2 separate regions of the Zea mays genome follow, and region 1 is linked to region 2. Evidence: chromatin contacts called from public Hi-C data. All regions are on one chromosome and are shown on one strand. Each heading gives the region's core, a stretch centred on a gene start, on an enhancer-like site or on the middle of the called end of the contact. The rest is flanking DNA. Distances are from core to core; before and after follow the strand shown. Region 1 holds the start of LOC100282154 (integral membrane protein like). Region 2 holds the start of LOC103647123 (zinc finger protein 703).

Region 1 (2,913 bases), core at 346-2,845, 140 kb before region 2:
GAGAATGTCCAGAAATACGGTAGAATCTGCAATCGCCACCTAACATACAGTAAGAAATCACATATGCTAGCATGTTTCGATTGCTTCCACTAATGCCATGAAGGCTCAATTAGCAGAGACACTACCAATTTTGCAAGGAAGTCCATAAGAGGGGAGCCAGGTAGGTTTTAGGTTCTGCAGAAACCTCAAATAGCTGCAGCACTTCATAACTTCACAATAATTCTTCAATCATTAGCAAAGCAAATCTGGTTATTACTTAGGTATTTGGAATCTAGCAATCGCACAACAAAAATACAACACTGCCATAACATAATAGCGCTAAGCAGTCAGAAGCGCAAGAAGTAGAGACCGAAGGTGAAAGTCGGAGGTATGGTAAATAAATCCCTGGACGAGCAGAGCACAGGCATACCGAAACTGAACCCATACGTAGCCATCAAGGCCTTGTTGACCATGATGAGTCCAACCGATGTGGTGACATTGAAACTCCATGCTGCGAAGTCGAGGGCAGCCTTCTTGTCGGATTTCTTCAGAGTACTCATCTCCACTTGCGCGGCTTTCAACTCAACGCTCGCTGGATTACACTCCCCGAGAGAGACCGGTGGTGTGGGATCCGGGAATCCAAAGCTTGAACTGCAGGGAGCGAGGTGACTAATCATAAATATTATAAGTGCAGTGTGATGCAACCAGCCAAGCTCACCCAGCAAAGCAAGCATCAATATCAGATTAGGGAGGAGTAAAGCTGTCATCAGGCATCACTCATCACAAGCTTTGAGCAGTGGGGAGGGGGGGGGGGGGGGGGGGGGGGGGGTTGAGATTTCCGGCAAAGGCCCGTCAGGTAACTAGGCTAAGGCTACACGAGGGTGGATTCCCCACGCCCTGCGTCCATCCAAGTGCAGGATCCAGGACCGGAATCTAGGAGGTCGAGCGGGCCTAACCGGCGCTGGTCAGGTTGAAACGGGCACTTGCTTCCTACTGAGCCTATCAACCGCCGGGCACTGGAGCCGCACGCCATCACGGGCTCACGTCCGACGTCTCGAGCAGAGCAGAGGCCACGGGATCTGACTGAGGCCCCCCAGAAGGAGACGACTCGAGACCACAACGCACGCGCTGCGTCTGGGCCGCGAGGCGAGCAGGCAGCCGGCGGCGCCGAACTGCCTGCCACGGTGCGTAAGGCGAGCAGGCGAGCCCTGCGTGTTGCACGGCCTCTCGACCGTCACCACCGGCCCCGCGAGCGCGAAGGGCAGGGGAGGAGGAGGAGGTAGGAGGAGGAGATGGGCTGCAGTTACCTGCGCCTGCGCTGGCTGGCCTCTCCGCGCCCGCGTTGCTCCGGTGATGCGGGACGGCGTTGCTCCTCCTCCGGCGTCCCGATCTGTGTGATTCGGGTGGGGCCCCGCTCCGAGCCGGCGGGTGGGGGGTGTTGCTGGTGCGTGCCTGGCTGCCTGCAGTCCGAGAAGTCCCGGCCCGTGTCGGAGGGGTGCCAATGTGATGAGTGGCAGTGTGGGTGCCGATGCGAGTGTTGTGTTTGCTCAGCTGGCTCGTTTTCGTTTGGGATCCCTTTGGCTTTTTTTGTTTCGTTGCAACGGCCACACAAACCTCCCAGATGTCGGACTCTGTTTGCTTTATTATAGGAATTTTCCTTTTGCAATTCATTCATTCAAAAGGAACTGAAACCGACCGACTCCTCGGCTGATTGAGATTCGCCATAATTTCCGCGTTTCCCTCTCACGTAAAAGTGGCATGTTTTTTTTTTATTTTCTATCTTTTTTTCAGAAATGTTTGCATTTATATTTTATTTTTTAACCTTTTCTCCGCACCATGAACACCATGAACACCGAGATGAGTTTCTCTGCTAAGGGCTAGTTTGGGAGTCCAAATACCGGGGGAGATTAGATGTGCTAAAATCCCTTTCTTATTCAAAATTATATAAGGAGGGAATTTTAGCCCCTCCGATTTTGTGGCTCTCAAACTAACTCAAATCCCTTTCGAGATTGAAGGAGATTGGAGAGGAAATTATTCATTTCCACCTAAGGTTGGATATCGAGCCAGCTCGACTCGTTATGGCTCGTTACTGTAACAAGCCAGCTCGGCTCGGCTCGTTATACTAACGAGCTAAACATCTGGCTCGACTCGGCTCGTTAGGAAGCTCGAGCCAGCTTGTTAGGCTCGCGAGCTACACAACTAAATACAAAGATCTATGTACATAAATATATATATATATATATATATATATATATATATATATATAACCAAAAAATCATATTTGTAGTGTTTAACACTACAAAACCAAAACTTTTATAATATTATTATCATATTATCGTCCTAGCTTCTAACTTTTAATATTAAATTAAATAACCAAATATGTATTAACTTACATATTTACAAACCCTTATTATAATAAGATAGCAACAAGCATCATTATAAAGCAATTCATCATCCATTCTACAAACATGTAACATTTTATTGCACAACACTAACATCATATACGGCTAGAAACAAAGTTCACAAAATCATATCCGATAATCAAATATTAAATATACAATGTAGGTATGTAGCCATGCAATAATGCAAATATTTAAGCACATGGCACGTCCACACATGTCCATATCACAGATCATAACTACGAGAAACAAGAATATGAGAGATGAGACGACACCAACGACTAGACAAACTTGTATTGTGGCTTGGCTCGTTTGGCTCGCAAGCTAGCTCACGAGCTAACTCGAGCTAGCTCATTAGAGAACTGAGCTAGAATGCTAGCTTGGCTCGCTACAAAATTAAAACGAGCCGAGTTGAGCTACTAACGAGCCGAGTCGAGCGAGTTATCGAGCCACGAGTATTTCGTCCAGCCTTATTTCCACCTCAATCCCCTCCAATCCCGAAGGGGATTTGAGGTTCCCAAAGTAGCCCTAAGGA
Region 2 (2,700 bases), core at 21-2,520:
AACAACCCAGGCGTGGGGTTGCAAGAACTCGGTCCCCGATGTCGCTGACGACGGGCAGCGGCCCGAGCCGGAAGACGCGCTGGACGACGGCGGAGACGGTGGCGGAGGGGCGTGCGCCGGCGCAGCGTTCGGGTGGAGACTAGCACGTGCTGGCATGGGCTCCATCCGTGGCGGCCCAGACGCGCCGATGGAGACAATGCCAGGCAACACCACGACGCACGCGTGAAGGCCAGCAGCAGCCCCCGGCATTGGCGCGCCGTTGTTGGTGACGAAGACGGACAGCGGACCGCCCGCTGCCGTGGGCGGCGACGCGCCATGGAACGCACGGCACGATGGCGGCTTAGACGCGCCGTTAGAGACAATTCCGGGCAAGGCGCCGCACGCGTGAAGGCCAGCAGCAGCTGGCATGGGCGCGCCGTCGTTGGTGACGAAGTCGGGCAGCGGACCGCCCGCTGCCATGGGCGGCGACGCGCCATGGAACGCACGGCACGCGTCGTACGCTTGGAGGGCGCCGGGTAGCATGTGCGCGGGCAGCGGCGACGCGTGAACGTCACCAGCTTCTGGCATGTGCGCCGGCGGCTTGGGCTTGGCTCCCGTCGAGTCGCAGGGCAAGTTGTCTTGGGTCGCCTCGCCGCCGCCGCCGCCGCCGCCGCCGTCCAGCGCGTCGTCAGCAAAGAACATGTTCGTATCAATTTCCTCGAGGCCGGAGAGTCCCTCAAGAACGTAGCTGGACAAGCCACAAGAATTCCGCCCGCCGCTGCCGCCACCACCATACGCGCTCTCCGCCAGCGGCTGCTCCTGCTCCCTACAGGGAGGCTCGCCGGCGCTGGTGCCTATCCCGAGCGCCGATCGGTCCACGGTGGTCTGAGCAGGGAAGAGCGAGTGGACGAGTTCGAGCGGGTCGTCGGGGTAGCACAGACCGCCGCCAGGGAAGCAGGCGCCCGTCCCGTCGCAGTCCGGGAGGTCGTCGGGGGCATCGCGGAGCCAGGGGTGAGGTTCTTGCGTGCGCATGTTGGGCGGCGGCAGGGGCATGGCGAACCCAGCCCAGAAACACCGGCTGCCGCCTACTCTCCCGTACGGCCGTACGTCTTCTCCGCCTGTTCGTTTCTTGGTTCTTGCTCGCTTGGTTCGTTCTCGAACCGGAGCGTCTTATGTCTACGGCTTTCGTCGGCGGCTGAGAGGAGATATATATTCGGGGGCGCAGGTTAACCATTTCGCATTTTAATAAGTTTTTCGGTGACCATAGAAAAGCTCCTTTCGAGAATTGAGAAAATACAGGAATAGAAAAAATATAGGAACAATGTTGGAATGTATGTGCAAAACAGAGGATTATAAAATACAGTAATTTTAACTGGAGAGTTATTTGGTTGGGACAGAGGATTGGAAAAAAGAGATGTGGTTGGATATTTATTTTCCTACGTTTTGCATAGGAAACAGATGACAACGGATTTTTTTCCTCCAAATTCTCAATCCTACGATCCAAATGATGCTACCATAACAATTCCTATGAAAATCAGAATACTATGTTTTTCATGTAAAATTACTTTGATCCGAAGGAGCCTGAAATCAATCTGTTGGCACCAATCTAGTCATCAATCATTACGATGTGTACCGGCGGTGGTGCTCTCTGTGATAGCATGGACGGTTCGTGGCCTTGGGGGACGGTCTACGACCTGGCACAAAGACGGGCCTTCCCTGCGGTGAAGTTGGACAGTCTGCGTCTGGTGGCTAGACGGTCCAAGCATGTGCATGGGCGGTGGCGTTCCAACAACACTTGGATCTCACTCCCGGGAGAGATCCCGTCAAAAAGGAAAAATCCTAAGGTTTGTCTTAGATCGGCAAGCCACCCAAGGGACCCATATGATGTAGAGTCGAAGAGAGATAAAGATTGGGGTGAAGAAGGCTACGTTATTGTCTACTCCTAGGGCAAAAGTAGGATGATATATTGATTTTGGTTCGATTATTAATGCTTCAATTGGTCATACCCTTTCAAATATATATGGGAAGGTTCCTAGGCATCCTCCAACTCTCACGTGTTTAGAGGGATAAAACACACGTGAAGATATGAGTTAATCCATATGCTCTGATCCAATCACGGACTGTCTGCACCTAAGACGGACCATCCGGGCCTTAAGATTGGACCGTCCGACCTCGCCCAATGCCACAAACAAACGGTGCTTAACACAATCAAAATAATAATATTCTTTGTAGTGAAAACGGCGCCCACTGTTCTTTGTAGTTTAGGTTAGGAGAACGATATACAGTGTTAAGAAGAAGAATACTATATCCTAAAAATAATAATATTCTGTATTTAATGGAATAAATACTCTAGGTTCAGTTCAATGGTTTCTAGATCCAACCTTTGTGTGGGAAACAGGCCTAAACTGCTTGGCAAAAGATTGATACCACACAGTTAGAGGTACACATTCACCAACTGATTAACAAGTTCTGACACCGATCACAAGAAAAACAAATCACCCTGAAGCCTACCAGAACCGGATAAAACGGGACCAGAATCTCTCAAGGCAACCAGAGCGGAGGCTCACCAATTTACCCAAGATTCACAAAATACATCATGTTGCTGATATCCTCAAGGATCACCTGTGCGAAGGAAGGGCTTAGGGCAAGCACACGGGATAGTAAACACTGGGCAGTGATCCCATTGAGGATAGCAGCAGCAGATTGCAACTTCAGAATACC

The links. Hi-C and Micro-C count contacts between places; a contact is called where the count stands out from the background.
Region 1: a contact with region 2 is called in a Hi-C map of leaf, with 7 times the contacts expected there. The contact joins the promoter of LOC100282154 here to the promoter of LOC103647123 in region 2. A contact is called at or near these places in 15 of 25 Hi-C or Micro-C datasets (bundle sheath, ear, endosperm and 5 more) and 1 of 3 datasets of contacts at active chromatin or transcription factors (leaf).

Annotation. Positions count from the first base shown.
Region 1 is chr2:153,200,876-153,203,788 of Zm-B73-REFERENCE-NAM-5.0, reverse strand. It overlaps LOC100282154 (integral membrane protein like), which reads right to left and starts at 1,595. Exons shown (of 4, transcript NM_001412041.1): 1 at 1,287-1,595; 2 at 1-630.
Region 2 is chr2:153,056,551-153,059,250 of Zm-B73-REFERENCE-NAM-5.0, reverse strand. It overlaps LOC103647123 (zinc finger protein 703), which reads right to left and starts at 1,270. Exons shown (of 1, transcript XM_008671682.1): 1 at 1-1,270. The coding sequence starts at 1,032. LOC100217276 (Protein kinase superfamily protein) reads right to left here. Exons shown (of 2, transcript NM_001359575.1): 2 at 2,521-2,700.